Regions from separate parts of the Sus scrofa genome. Here region 1 is linked to region 2. Evidence: chromatin contacts called from public HiChIP or PLAC-seq data. All regions are on one chromosome and are shown on one strand. The core of a region is the stretch at or near the end of the contact, and the rest is flanking DNA. Distances in the headings are between cores, read along the strand shown. Region 1 holds the start of EFNA2 (ephrin-A2). Region 2 holds the start of LOC100511862 (PWWP domain-containing protein MUM1).

Evidence for each region. HiChIP or PLAC-seq counts read pairs in DNA pulled down with a chosen protein or histone mark.
Region 1: a contact with region 2 is called in an H3K27ac HiChIP or PLAC-seq map of alveolar macrophages. The contact joins the promoter of EFNA2 here to the promoter of LOC100511862 in region 2. A contact is called at or near these places in 1 of 5 promoter capture datasets (fetal skeletal muscle), 4 of 47 Hi-C or Micro-C datasets (embryonic fibroblasts, epiblast stem cells and liver) and 2 of 2 datasets of contacts at active chromatin or transcription factors (alveolar macrophages and skeletal muscle).

Annotation. Positions count from the first base shown.
Region 1 is chr2:77,177,593-77,184,819 of Sscrofa11.1, forward strand. EFNA2 (ephrin-A2) reads right to left here and starts at 2,344. Exons shown (of 4, transcript XM_005661390.3): 1 at 1,996-2,344. The coding sequence starts at 2,087.
Region 2 is chr2:77,106,052-77,113,516 of Sscrofa11.1, forward strand. It overlaps LOC100511862 (PWWP domain-containing protein MUM1), which reads right to left and starts at 5,185. Exons shown (of 14, transcript XM_021084240.1): 1 at 5,116-5,185; 2 at 3,722-3,850; 3 at 3,065-3,150; 4 at 1,498-1,568; 5 at 1-87. The coding sequence starts at 3,778.

The sequences.
Region 1 (7,227 bases), core at 1,094-3,593, 69 kb after region 2:
GGCCCAACCCCTCAGCCAGGCAACAGAAGGGGGTGTTTGGGGACACTCCTTGCCCCCACCTGGGAAACTGGCTGCCCTTGTCCCAGAGCCTGCCTCAGAGATGGCCCTTTATGCAACTTTCCACCAGAGGACCGAGGATGGCAGGGGACAGTGAGAGGACGGCGGAGGACGGCAAGCTCTGGAAAGTGGTTCAGCTGGTGCTTGAAAACGGAGAGAGTGACCAGTAGCAGAGGGTCCAAGAGCAGGGAGGCCGGTGCCTCGGCCCCCCACGTGCAGCCCACTGGCCTTGATAAGACTGCGACCCTGACGAGGTCTGAGCAGGAGCTGCAGGACCCCAGAGCCCTATCTCCCACGGGACCACTGCCCACTCCAGTCTTCCAGACCCGGAATGGCCCGAGGCTTCTGCTGTCCAGGATGTGGGCAATCACCAGCAAACTTTTCTTGGTCCACTAAGGGGGGGCTCCTGCTGCCCCCCGCCCCTGAATCGTACTCAGTGCCTGACACTGGGAAGGTTTGCGGGCAGGCACGGCACCTCGGCACCTCGGCCGGGCGTGGCAGGCTGGGCACAAGGCCACCTGGGTCCCTGCCCCAGCTCTGCTCCCCTCGTGGTGACCTTGAGCCAGCTGCTTGGCCCCTCTGCGCCTCAGTTTCCCCATCAACGCCAGGAGGATAGGAAAGAGTGCCACTTGATCAGGACTCCCAGGACCAAACCCCAGCCCCTGGGTGCCTTGGTCTGCCTGTCCCTATAAAACCGAGACCAGGTAACCGCTGGAGTGAATGTGGACGCTGGTCTGCAGGGAGGGATATTCTAACTTCCCCAAGTTCACTGGGGACCCACCGGGGAAACCTGCCCATGGACCACCCCTCTCCCCGCCACGGTCCCCACCGCCTGGTGCAGCTCAGCCACAAGATTCCCGGGCATCTCTACCAACTCGAAAGCCAGACGAGGTCCCTGGAGAGGCCCGAAGATGGGGTCCCCCAAGTCCGGCGAGGGAAGTCAGGGCTGCACGATTTCTGAGGGTGCCAGCAAGGATCCCCAAACTCCGGGACTGGCGGCGCTCTGGGGCACGCCGGGCGCCCAGTCTCCCAAATCTGCAGGCGGTGGGGCGCCCTGGGGGGAGATGCACGCGGAGCAGGAGTCCCCCAAACTCCGGGGGCCAGAACTCCCGGGGGATCCCGTGGGAAGCGGGAGCCCCCACTCCGCGGGCAGCGCGCAGGGACGCTCCGTGCCCAGGGCGGGAGACCAGGCTGAGGTGGAGCTCCCGGGGTCTCCCAGCGCCCGGTCCCCGCCCGTAGCCACGCTCACCTGGGGTTACTGCGGTTCCAGTAGACAGCGTAGCGGTCCGAGTTGGTGCGGGCGGCGTCCTCCGCGCGCGCTAAGGGCGGCGGCGGCGGCAGCGGCAGCAGCAGCAGCAGCAGCAGCAGTGGCAGCAGCGGGCGCTGCGCGGGCGCCATGGCCCCGGTCCGGCCGCCGCGCTCCCCTGGCCGCCGCCTGCCGGCCGTCTCCGCCTCCTCCGCCGCCGCCGAGCGGGCGGGCACAGGGCGGGCGGGAGGAGGGCGCGCCGGCGCTTGGAGATCCCCAGCCGCCCCCGCCTGGGCGCGCGCGACCTCGGGCGCCGAGAAGTCAGGCGGCGGCAGGCGGGGCGCCGGGGTCGCCCCGGGCGCCGGCCCGGCCGCGCGGACTCTGAGAGCGCGGGCCGTCGCCGCCGCACCCGCCGGGGAGGGGCTGGGGCTCCGGCCTTTGTCCCGCCCGAGCGCCGGGAGGGCCGCGGGCGCCCCCTCCTGCCGTGCCCCGGACACACGGGGGCTGGGCGGGGGGCTCCAGCCGCAACCGCGCCCTCGCCCCTCCACCCCCGCCCCAGTCTAATGGTCCGGATGAGTACCCCACCGCGGCCTGCCCACCTCCGCAGGGGCCAACCCCAGCCACCAACTCTGCGGGGGCGCGCCCCCGTCATCACGCGGGCCTAGCCCAGGGTGTCGGAGTCCCTCACTCACCTCCATTCAAGCCACCAAGTGGTCTGCAACGCCAGGCCCCAAGCAAGGAGTAGAAGGCACAAAGATGGCTCGCCCCGTCTCACCTCCTTCATTCAAACCCAGACCCCAAAATCCTAAACCAGGCCGAGGGGATGCTGTGACACTTCACCCAGCCTGGGGAAGAGTTTTGTGGTGGGGCTGACCTTAAGTCCAAAGCCAACAGCCACTGCTGTCTCCCAGGGCAGTCACTTCTCCTCTCTGAGTCTCTGTTTCCTCAACTAGGAAGTGAAACAGGAATCCTGACCTCACTCCCTAAGGGAGCCAGACAAATAGTGGGTGCCCAATATTCCCAGCAGCCTACAGTGGGGTCGAGGCCAACAGCAGTCAGGAGCATGGGGAGTCTGAGGGGGCAGAGGACAGGAAGGGCACCAGGCAGGGGCCAGAGTGTATGACCTGTTCAGGGAACTGGCACTTCTGTGGGTGCTGGCTGTGTGCAAAAACTGGGGGCCCGGCCTATTTTTCTCCTTACTCATGCCATTGTCTGCCTCACCAGATTCTGAGTTTGTGGAGGTACACTGTCACCAAGTGCTGACTGGAAAGCGCCAGTGGCGCCCAGCCAGATTTTACCTCTCTGGGTTTGTTTCACACTCTCAGGGCTGGCACAGGGTCTGAGAGCCAAGAGCTGGAAGGTTTCTGGGTGATGGATTATGTAAACTCCTCGAAGGAACCTAGAGAGGCCAGAGACTGGCAAAGTAAGCTTCACCTCAGTGAGGCAGGGCAGCAGATGACCCATCCCAGCCCCACACCTCCTACATGTTGTGGGCATGTGCTCTGAGCGTCATCCTCCCCACACTGAGCCCTCTGCTTGGTCTGAGTCCTGCCTGGGAGTCCTTCCATTCTCTTCCTTCCAGGTCTGTCCTCCTTGTGCTTCAGCTACCCCTCCTCCAGGTTCTCTGTCCTCTGCCATCCAGGGAACTCAGCCCATCGGTCTGGGGTGTTCCAGCTTCCAGGTCTTGCTGGTCCTCTGACTATAGGAGGCCAGATCTGAAGTCCCAAGGGAGGGTGGGAGCCTACCCCCCCAAGTGGTGGACGGGGCAGCCCCAGGAGGCCAGGAGAGGACCAGAACTGGTCCAGGGTCACGTGGCAAGGCCTTAAAAAGACTCTCTGGACACTGCTGGACTGAGGGCCTGGGGCTCCCAGCAACTCAGGTCGGGTTTGGCCCAGGCTGGCTAGTCTGGCTCTCGGGGGAGTGATGGGGCAGCCACTCTGGGAGGCCAGCTCTCTGCAATGGAGGCTCGCGGCTGGGCCCAGAAAGAGGGGCTGTGAGCTCAGGATGCCAGGCCTGGCCCAACCCAGTGTTCCTGCCTGCAAAGGAGGCCTTTTGGAAGCTCTCTCTGCCCCCTCCCACGCTGTGGGACCTCAGAGCCCGGCAGGGGTCTCATGTCACACCCAGCAGAGCTTGGGCCTGCAGAGCTGGGGGAGCCAGAAGGGCACACTGGGCGGGGGATGCCCCAGCAAAGGCCCGGGGTGGTTCGGCTCATTTGCATGCAGGGGCCACCAAGGCGAGAGCCGCCACCACCGCTGCCGCCGAGCGGATTTGAGCAGAAGCTCCGTTTTCCTTCTGTTCTTGTCTCTCTCTCAAGGTCAGAGCCGGAGCAGGGACAGGAACAAAGGCGCACGTCCCCCATTCAACCTCCCTGCGCCCGCTGGCCGCTCCCCCAGGAGTGGCCCTGGAGGGGAGGGCTGGCCAGCTCCATGGCCTGGCCCCGGGCAAGGAGGGGGTGGAGGTGCAGGGACAGCTGCCCAGTTGCCCTCCAGGACCCCTGTCCAGTGGGGGCCACTGTCCCCTCCCAGCGCTGGAGGCTGTTGCAGCCTCCAAGCTCAGCCCACAGGAGGTCAGCTGAGATCGGGGTCATCCTGGAGTAAGCTTCCGCTGGAGTCAAGGGTCAGAGATCAGGCTTACTTTGGGGACAGGGTCAGTCTTAGGTTCAAGGTTCAGTCAGGGTCGGAGTTCACTCAGAGTTGACTCAGCACCAGGTGCAGACCCAGGACAGGATCTTTCATAGGTGTCTGTCCCAGTCCACCATGGGCTGCACTCTTGACCTTGAAGCTCTGCCCAAGTGAGGCCCACACCTGCCCCTAACCTGTGGCCAGCACCCACTGCCTATTGTCCACTGACCCCACCCAGCACCCCCTACCCACTAACCCCAGAACCCAGTGGCTTCTGACCCATTACCCGCCACTGGTCACCTGCTGCCCATTGACCCCAACACATCACCCATCACCCATTACCCTCACCCACTGACCCTGGCCCCGCACCCACTACCTATCACTCATCACCAGGTGCCCCAGACGGAAGGGTGAATCCCAGGGGCTCAGGATCAGTGTCCAGCACCCCCTCAACCTCCAAAGGCCATAGTGCCTTGGAGGAAGCTAAAAATATGTGGGGAGAAATTTCTCATTACAGAAAAAACTTGACCAAATCCGCCGCCTGCTCTGTCTGAAGTATGTTTCAGGAGGCAAAAAAAGGTCACCAGAGAGAGCAGGTCTGGGGCTCCCCTGACCCAGGTCAGAGCTGGACTGGGGGGCAGGCAACAGCACCAGCCTCACTGGCACCTGGGGGGATGTGTGTGTCAAGGAGAGTTCCACAGCTTGTCACAGAGAATAAACAAACAAACGTGTCCTTTCTCTTGCCAATAAATTAAAATTCCCGCTCTTGTGTCCAGAGTCCAGTCAGGACCTTGGAATCTCAGCCAGGTCCTAAGATTCCTGCAGCCTCCACAGCCAGGCCAGCATTTTCCCTTCCCCCTCCTTCCCTCCCTCCTCCCTTTCCACCCTCCCAGTCCCAGGGCCTGAACACTGACCCCCTCCTCCCACAGCCAGTCTAGGGACTAGACCACTACTGCCCAAAGGAACTTCCCCCAAGGATGGAAAAGTTCCAGATCAGCACTGTCCAACAGAGGCACCACCACCAGCTCCATGTGGCTGTTGGCACGTGAAATGTGTCCAGTACAGAGAGGAACAAGATTGTAGACTTCACTTCCTTTTAGTTAATGTAAATGTAAATAGCTAGTCGCCATTAGCGTACTAGGCGGTACTGGTCATGGCCACCATCCTGGGCAGCACGGCTCTGGCAGCCTCTTGGAGCCACGTCTACATGGGCCCTTGGACAGCTACACTTGTTCAGGAACAAGAAAGACCTTGAGGGCTGCATGGAGGCAGGGGTGTGGCTCAAGCTGCCCAGAGAGGGTGAGCCCCCAGGGAGGACAGGAGGCCCTTGCTTGCTGACCCCAGGTGAGCTGAAAGGAGGAGCCACACCAGAGCCAGTGGAGGTGTCCCCACCTCCAGGGAAGGCGTTTGGCCTGGACCAGCACTGCAGGCCCGGGGCAGCAGAGCCACAAGCTGCCCTCTTCCTGAGCCCAAGGAGACCCTGCTTGACCCACCCCATCCAGCCCCATGCCCCAGGTGGAGAACCAAGGCTGGGGGCAGGGTCCTGTCTTGCCACCCAGGAGCCAGAGACCCCAACCTGCCCCACCCTCCTGCTGAGGGTACTGGTTGGCTGCGTGTCCCGTGGACACTACTGGTGCGGGGTTGGGGGAAGCAGCAGTGGTGGGAGGGGCCTCGAGGGCGCTGGGTTGTGGGTCTGTGCGCCCCCCACCTGGAGCGGGCTTGAGACCGGCTGCACTGGACACCCACGTGTGTGTGCATACTCCTGTTGTGTCCATCCCGCACGCGTGACTGTCCGTGTCGCGTGTCCTTGCGGCCGCGTTTTGTGCCTGTGCTCGTGTGCGGAGTGGAGGAAGCTGCTGGAAGCCCCTCCCGTGCTCGCATGCACACGCACACGTACATGCACACGCGGCCCTCCAGCCAGCCGGGACCCGGGGCCTTTCATCTCGTGCTGACAGGCCCCTCTCCCGGCTTTTAGCCGCGGAGAACTTCCTGCTAATAGTGCATTAACCTTGGCGGGGGCTGCCAATTACTCGACACTAATGCCGGGGGTGCGGGCGCGCGCGCTGACGGCGCTGACAGGCACAGGGGCCGGCAAGCGGGCGGGGCTCCCCTCCCGCCCGAGGGGGGCGGGCAGGAGGCGGCCGGCGGGGCTGCGGGGGCACACGGTGTGTTCCTGGCTCCGGATGGCAGAGCGCGGGGTCTCTCCTGACCTCATTAGAGTAATTAATGTGCCTTTTGAAGCTCGAGAAATCGCTCAGAGCTGTGGGAAGGGGGTGCAGATCACAGGATGGGGGGGGGCCGTGGACGGTGTCTGCGCGCCTGCTAAAAGCGTGTCCCAGTGGGTCAGACACGGAGGGAGACAGAGTGACAGAAAGGGACAGACGGAAAGGGAGGGAGGCTGAGTGAGAGAGGCAGCACAGATGGAGAGAAACAGGGAGGAGTTCTGAGTCAGATAAAGACAGAGACGCAGAGACAAAAAGGCAGAGACGCAAGGAGATAGACCCAGAGGGGGAACAGATGGGGAGAGCAGCCAGAGCTGGGGCAGGGGGCCTCCCAGAGGTTCTGCCTCACTTCCTGACTGCTGGCCCCTCCCAAAGAAAGGGGGCTGGGCCCAGGCAGTTAGGGAGGACTTCCTGGAGGTGGCAGCTGGGTACCAGAGGTGGAAGAGATGTGCGAGCAGACTGGGGGAAGGGGGGGGTGCTGACAAGGATGCAAGGAAGCAGACTGGGGACCAATACCCCGGCTGGAGAGATGGGTGACCAGCTGACTCTGCATGTGACAGTAGGCAGGAACCCATGCTCAGTGTGTGCAGCACTACTCAGCAGGACTGCCAGGTACAGGAGCCCCAGGGGTCGATGGGTCTTGAGTGGGCATCAGGCTGGGGCCATTTCGCAGTAGACATGGGGACAAGGTGGGACTCAGAAGGTATGAGAAATAGGGCCCCTAGCTGGACCTATTTGCCTACCTGTACAACAAAGGTTTGGCTCAGGCCACATGTGGGATCACAGGCCAGCAGGGTGAAGGTTGGGCGGCACAAGGCTGACACCTGGTGGTAGCTCCTTCTAATGACATGGCCTTTGGTAAATTCAGCCACTGGTCCAGCAGCCTCAGGCCCAGGGGAGCCACAGGCCAGTCTCGCTGCGCTCATTCTCCAGCACCAAACTTACAGGACCCAGTGTGCAGATAGGCCAGAGCTGGACTCTGCTTAGAAAAAATGGCCACAGAGGAACTCATCAAGCCACTCACCAGAGATGGGGGCTGAGTGCCAGGATATCTCTGAGGTGTCTGAGAAGGGGGATCAGA
Region 2 (7,465 bases), core at 3,935-6,434:
TCTCATTCAGCACGTCCAGGGCCACTCGAAGTGCGCGCCGGTAGGCCAGCTCCTCTAGGGGTGCGGCCAGCACTGCGCTCTCAGAGGCTAGAGAAGAGGGAACAAAGCCCTGACATCGGGGTCCGGCACCGAGGGCCTGGAGGCCACCGTGTCCCCACCTTCATCTTTCCAGGACAGGAGCCTGGCTATCCAACACCAGCCACTGGGTCAGGGCTGCAAGGCTGCATTTTCCCAAAGAGAAAAGTGAATGACCCTACCCTGATTGGGTGACAATGATAAACTCCTCCAAGTTACACAACAAAGCCACCAGCACAATGTATTCAGATGTTTCTCAAATCCTCTCAGCTTTACAGTTTCAAATTCAATCAGGGTCCATCAAAACCCAGGCCAGCTCAATAAAGACCCGGCAGGCAGTACACTCCCCTCCCGGGTTGGGGGGGGGGGGAGTGGGGTGAGGACCGGCCCAGCGCAAAGGCTCTTTGTGGGCCAGGCAAATGTCCACACTGCTCTGCAAGGGCATTTCAAAGCAGAAAACAGGACCAGGCCCTGGAACTCTCAGCCTGACCTCCCCGCTGCCAACAGTTTTATTCATTCATTGCCACACACAGGCATGGCACTATCTGTTTGAACAAGATGATGGAGGCAGTATCATAGCTCAGCGGGCGTAATACCTCAATCAACATGGTATTTTCCTGTTTAATATTAACAGACACCCAGCTTCCCACTATACCACAATCTGCAGGAGCAATGACCGTGGTCCAGGGCTGGCAGCCAACACCACCTAAACAGCCGGGAACCACCACCGTTCCCTCCAGAGGCACAGGGAGACGGGCCCTACTCTGCATCACTGCTGGAAGGAATTCTGGGCCAGCTTGTCCCTAGACAGAAAGAGTTCCCTGCATGCGGGATGAGCGTGCCCCTGCTGCGGAGAGAAAGCACTCGCCTGTCTGGGTCTGCCTCACAGGGGCCGTGTGCCAGGCTAGGGCCAAGTCGAGTGCAGTGGAGCAGGAGTCACAGGGCTCCGCTCCCAAGCTGGCAGCCTGCACACTACGGTGGGTAGTAGCTTTCTCCCCTGGGGCTCGGCAATGGAGTTTAGATCCACACTGGACGGCAATCTCAAACCTCGGGACAGAGACTGCACCAGCAACAGAATTATTTCACAGTCTTACTATGTAAGAAGCAAAAACAAACAAACAAACAAACAAACAAACAAACGCGAAAGAGAGAGAGACAGAGACTGAACACCCTCCCCCTGTCGCTCAGGGCTGCACACCCACTCTGCATGCCCTGCAGGCCACCCCAGGAGTCAAGAACAGTGTGGGCTCCAGGGACAAATTCTACAAAGGCTGAAGAAAGCAGATGCTCCTGGTTCTTCGGCTCAGGGAAAAACCGGTGAATGGGGTACACTCCCTCCCCCCACGAGAGCAGCGTCTCAGCGTCCTCCCAAGCTGCCTCTGACTGTGGAAAGCTGCCGGTTATGTGAAAACACGCTCTTACCTAAAGAGGAGGCAATGCTTTCAATGTGAGACTTCTCCAGGATCTTGGCCCTCTTGTTCATTACCTTAATTCTGCAGGGACAGAAACGGCCGTTAGACGCCATCAAGATGTTTTCAAACTTGTTTTTCTGGAGATGACAAAAGAATGAGATTCATTTTCTTCCTCCACACCCTTACACTTAAACCAAAAGTCACAGCCAACAAGGAATTCGCACGCCTGAGGTTAGAGGCAGCAAGGACTCTGGTGAATGTGGAGGGTTTTATTTTTTTTCCCCTTCCCCTTTTAAGACAAAAAAAGGTTGGCTGGATTTTAGAGTAAAAATGAATTCAAATTGTGACTCTTATGAGGCAAATCCCACTTTCAACTGCACAAATAACTCCTTTGTTACATTTTCAGAGTAGATGATAATGTCACTAGAAGCTGTTTACAGCCCAGCAGGTGTGTTTTAGTTTAAAAGGATGTGCTTTCCTTTTAAACTCGAGTATTCAATTACCTTCCCAGCCTCAGGGAAAGTGTGAGCTGAGGACTAAGCAGGCGTCCAAGCAAGCAGCTCTGCAGAGAGAGGGATGGGGACGCAGGGAAGCTGGAAGGGGAGCTGACCAGGTTTTATTCTTCATTTAGAACTGGGAATTTTCAGTAGTCACACAGGACCTGGGCATTCCAGTGGTGCCTGGTGACCTATGTCCTTCAAGTGAAGGACAACCCAGATCACAATATAAAGCTACCCCACACCCATGCCCACGCATTTGCTGTCTGAATGCTAAAGGACAGCTTCCTGTTAGAAGGACAGGCTCAAACATCAAACATTCCAAGACTCATGGGGCTGTCACACTAGTTTCTGGAAAAAAGAAACAGAAATAAATCTGTGGGAAGGAAACATCCCCACCTGAACCCCAGCAACCATTCACCTAGTATATAATTTATATTTACGCCATTTTTTTGGGGGGGGGAGGGCCAGGGCCAGGGCAAAAACCTGTGCCACAGCATTGACAACGCCAGATCCTTCACCCGCTGAGCCACCAGGGAGCTCCTGTATTTACTCCGCTTTTATACTGATCTCTCTGTAGATCACACACAATACCTTGCAAAGATCTTCAATTTCTCAAACATATGTGAAATAAAACCAGTTTTCCTCTTACGGCTGTTATTAGCACTTCCAGGAACTAAAGGGATAAGAAGCCCTTAAAAGAAAACTTCCCTTTTTTTTTTTGGAAGTGGGTGTGTGGGGGGGTGGTATCAGAAATCCCACATGGAAAAAAAATATACAGTATTACAAAAACACAACATGAGGGAGTTCCCATCGTGATTCAGCAGTTAAGGAACCCAAACCCAACCAATATCCATTAGGACTCTGGTTTGATCCCTGGCCTCACTCAGTGAGCTAAGGATCTGGGGTTGCCCTGAGCTGTGGTGTAGGTCGCAGACGCAGCTTGGATTCCGAGTTGCTGTGGCTATGGTGTAGATGGGCAGCTGCAGCTCTGATTCGACCCCTAGCCTGGGAAATTCCATATGCCGCAGGTACAACCCTAAAAAGACAAAAAAACAAAACAAAAACACAACACTTAACTTTTTGTCTAAGGAGAGTATCTGAACGTTTAGGAAAATATTCTTTTTTCTCTTATTTTTTGCTGATTTCTCAGTTCCGGCCAAGACCTACATTTAAAAAAAAAAAAAATGTAACTAAGACACAACAAACTGCTGACCCAAAGCAAGATGCAGTGGCCACACATAAACACAAATGCAATAGCTGATTGACTTTTAAAGTATACAAGTGAGCTAGCTTCAGAAGTATGGAAACTGAGGCACGAGGGCAGTAGCAGACACAGACCAGAACCCAGGATTTTGCTGCGCACTCTGGCACTCTGCCTACGGCGTTGCTGGAAAAGCTCCCCAAGATACTCCTGTTATTTACTCTCAGGGCGCCTTGCCAGAGATTTCCTTCAGTTAGTCTTACATGCCTTTTTATAGCTGACTCTGTTAAAGAATTTTTTTTCTGGGTGGAAAAAAAAAAGAGAGAGACTGACTTCCGGAAGTGTAACCTTGTAAGCACTCGACCAAAACCCCATTAAATGGGGAATGAGAATCAGTGCCAACAGATAGCAGCGCCAACTGTTCAGACTCAATTATTTCACTGAAGCAACTCCTAGGTATTTCCTGATAAAGATTTTACTTGTCAGCCGAAAGTCATTTCTAATTCCTGAAATTACAGAATAATGGCTGTCACCTTTGCAGGCCATAATCGCTCTTTCCATTTGCAGAGGACATACTTGGCATCCGTCATGATTTAGACTCATGTGGCAAGTGGTAATGATTTGGCACAAACAAAGTACTTGAAGGTCTGACGCGATGTGCCCTGCAACAAAATGTGCACGGTGGTTTACAACATCGTTTGCTTTCGATTTCAAGGCAGATATAACTCTCAAGGGCAAAGGTTGGGGGGGGGGGTCCTCAAGTAGATGGTTCAATTCCATCATCTTGCACTGAGGGGCTCAATGCCAAAAAGAAATGACTGGCTTTGGTACTAGAAAAGCGCCTAGATTATTTTCATCGATAAAATACAGCCAAGTTCCCTCCCGAAGGCTCCGTCTGGATTATTTTTAAAAGGCTCCTGAATAAATAATGTCTGTGCTAAAGGCCCGCCTCTGTCCTCAGCACAAGAGGTGTTTTTAAACAATCAACGCTTACAAGCCTCCCTCGTTACGAGAGACTTAACATTTGACCACGGTGCAAAAAAATAAAATAAAATTGGAGGAAAGTGACTGCTCTTCTGGCTGCTGTGTCCCAGAAAGGACGGGGACAGCTGCAGACCGTTCGTGACATCAATCGGGAAGGCTGATCTAGCTGTTGACAGAAAAGAAAAGGTGGGGGGGTTCATCTGTGCAAAGTGGGGTTCACCACAGCGGGAGGGGGTGTGCCCAGTTAGCAGAGGAAGGGAGTTCAGGCAGCAGAGGTGGAATGTAGAGACAGAGAAGGGGTTAAGGCAGCAGATTCAGGAAGTAGAGATGGGTTCAAGCAGAAGAAGAGACAGCAGAGAGCAATTCAGGCAGCAGAGGTGGGGGTTCAGGGAGCAGAGGAGGGGTTCAGACAGCAAAGGAGACATTCAGGGAGGAGAAGTGGGATTCAGGTAGCAGAAGAAAGATCCAAGGAGCAGAGGTGGGGTTCAGGCAGAAGAGGAGAAGGTGCAGGGATGAGAGGAGAGGATTCAGGGAGCAGAGATGGTGGTTCAGGTATCAAAGAATGGGTTCAGACAGCAAAGGAGAGACTCGGGGAACAGAGGTGGGGTTCAGGGAGCTGAGATGGGGTTCGGGGACAGAAGGGGATGTTCAAACAGAAAAGAGATTCAGGTACGAGAGAGCAAAAGAGGATTCAATAAACAGAGGCTCTCTCCCGCGACAGAGCCTCTTTCGGGGTCCGCCCCTCCCCCCAAGCCCGGCCCCGCCGCCTCTGCCCCCGCCCGGCCGACCCGAAGGGCGCAGCCCGCCGGGCTCACCGGGCACCCGGCCTCCACAACGCGGCGTCCCTGGAGCTCAGCGCGGAGGGCGAGGAGGCCGCAGCGGCCCAACGGCGGTCGCACCCGCGCCGCCCCAGGCCCCGCCGCCCGCTCCCGCCCGCGCTCACCACCTCCTCCACCACCGCCGCCACCGCCGCCGCCGCCGCCGCTCCCGCGGGCCGGGGGCGGAGCCAGCCTGGCGCCGCAAGTCCCACCCACGCCTCTGACCAATGGGCGCCAGCGCCAGCGCCGCGGCCCTGCCCCTTCCGCCCGGCGGGGAGCAAAGTGACGAGAGAACGCGCGGGGGTGCGCGGGCGCGCGCGAGACTGACTGACGGGCGCGAGGTGGGCGGCGAGGACTGTGGCTGTGTCCTGCAGGTTCACGTGTGCGCCCGCGGGCCCCTGCCCGTGCCCGTGAAGCCCGCGCTGCCCTCTGTCTCCGCCCCGCCTCACCCGGCCCCTAGGGAAGCCTCGAGAGCCTTCCAGAACCTTCCGCGGTGTTTTGCCAATAGCCCACTTCGGTGGGCGGTGACCTGGGAAGCAGGAACCGCTGGCCGCGCCTTTGCCACTGCGGTGGCTCGTGCGGAGTCGGTTTGCAGACGGAGTGCGCCAGGGAGATCCCACGTCAGAGTGTTTTCCCTGCGCCCCTGGCCGCCCCGGAAGTGATGGAAAGCAGAATTGGGGGTCAGGAGTGGGAGTGCAGCCTCTCCTTCGGCCTGCATGGTGAAGTTTCTGGGTCACACAAGGCTTGTCCAAAGGGCCCAGAGTTCGGGGACCGAGGTGTCCAGTGGGGCGCCCAGTTTTGGCCCCAGGTGGATAACAACACCTTAGAGTCTCAGTTCACATGAGATTTTGATGCCCTACTTCCATCGGTTTTTGTTTTTTTCTTCTTGTGTGTGCGTGTTACATTTTTTAGTGCTGCACCTGAGGCACATGGAGGTTCCCAGGCTAGGAGATGAATCAGAGCTGCAGCTGCCCGCCCACACCATAGCAACGTGGGATCTGATCTGGGTCTGCGACCTACACCATAGCTGACCATCGCTCATAGCAATGCTGGATCCTTATCCACTGAGCGAGGCCAGGGCTCAAACCTGTGTCCTCATGGATGGTAGTCAGATTCCTTTCTGCTGAGCCATGATGGGAACTCCTGTTTTTTTTTTAATTCTTTTTACAGCCGCAGCTGTGGCATATGGAAGTTCCTGGAATAGAGATCAAATCAGAGGCATGACTGCACACCTGTGCCACAGCCACAGCAATGCCAGGTCCTTAACCCACAGAGAGGCCAGGGATGGAACCCACCTCCTCAGAGCAATTGTCAGGTCCTTAACCTGCTGAGCCACACTGGGAACCTTCCATTTCCATCGTTTTAGAAAAGCATGGCATTCCCTGGTGGTGTGGTTGGTAAGAAGTGGTGTTGTGGAGCTCCTGTCATGGCACAGTGGAAACAAACCGGACTAGGATCCATGAGGCCAGGCCTCGCTCTGTGGGCTAAGGATCTGGTGTTGCCATGAGCTGTGGTGTAGGTCACAGACGCAGCTCGGGTCCTGCGTGGCTGTGGCTGTGGCGTAGGCCAGCAGATGTAGCACCGATTGGACCCCCCCCCAGCCTGGGACCCTCCATATGCCGCAGGTGCAGCCCTAAAAAGCAAAAAAAAAAAAAAAAAAAAAAAAAAAAAAGAAGAAGAAAAAAAAAGAAAGAAAAAGAAAGAACTGGCTTTGTCACTGCTGTTGCTGTGACTCAGGTCTCTGCTGTGGATGGGGTTCAATCCCTGACTCAGAAACTTCGGCATGCCACAGGCATAACCAGAAAAAAACAAAAGAACATCCAGGACTTCCCTTGTGGTTCGGTGGGTTAGGTATCCAGTGTTGTCCCTCCTGTGGCTTGAATTGTTGCTGTGGCACAGGTTCGATCCCTGCCTGGGAAACTTTCACATACCACGGGCACAACTGAAAAAAAAAAAAGAATGAAAATCCAGATTGAGTTCTGGTTCACGCTGACTCACTAGGTGTTTATGTGTAAATACATTTTCATCTTTGGTTTGGTTCATGGTTCAGTGACAAACTTAATACGCTTTTACCCATCATCAAATTAACAAAGATGAAAGAAATCATCAGGCCCAGGCGCAGCACAGGGTGGGAGATGGGCAGCCATAATTCGGGGCTGCTGGGACATGTGAATTGGTACCTTTCTGGAAAGCAACTTGACAATATCTGTCAGATGCCTTGAAAGTGTTTCAGACCCTCCAACCCCGCAATTTCCACTTGCAGAGATTTATCATAAGGATATAATCGGATGGGCACAAAGATGTGTGTGCAGCAGTGTTTTCGGCAGCAGCATTTACATCGTGGAAAAAAATCCCAAGTCCACTGTATGTGCAATAGAGGTGCAGTGAGCTAAAAGACGGTGGATGCTATTTTTAAAAATGTCTTAAGTAACAAGAGAGAAATGGTTATGATGCATTTCCAGTGGAAGAGGAGAA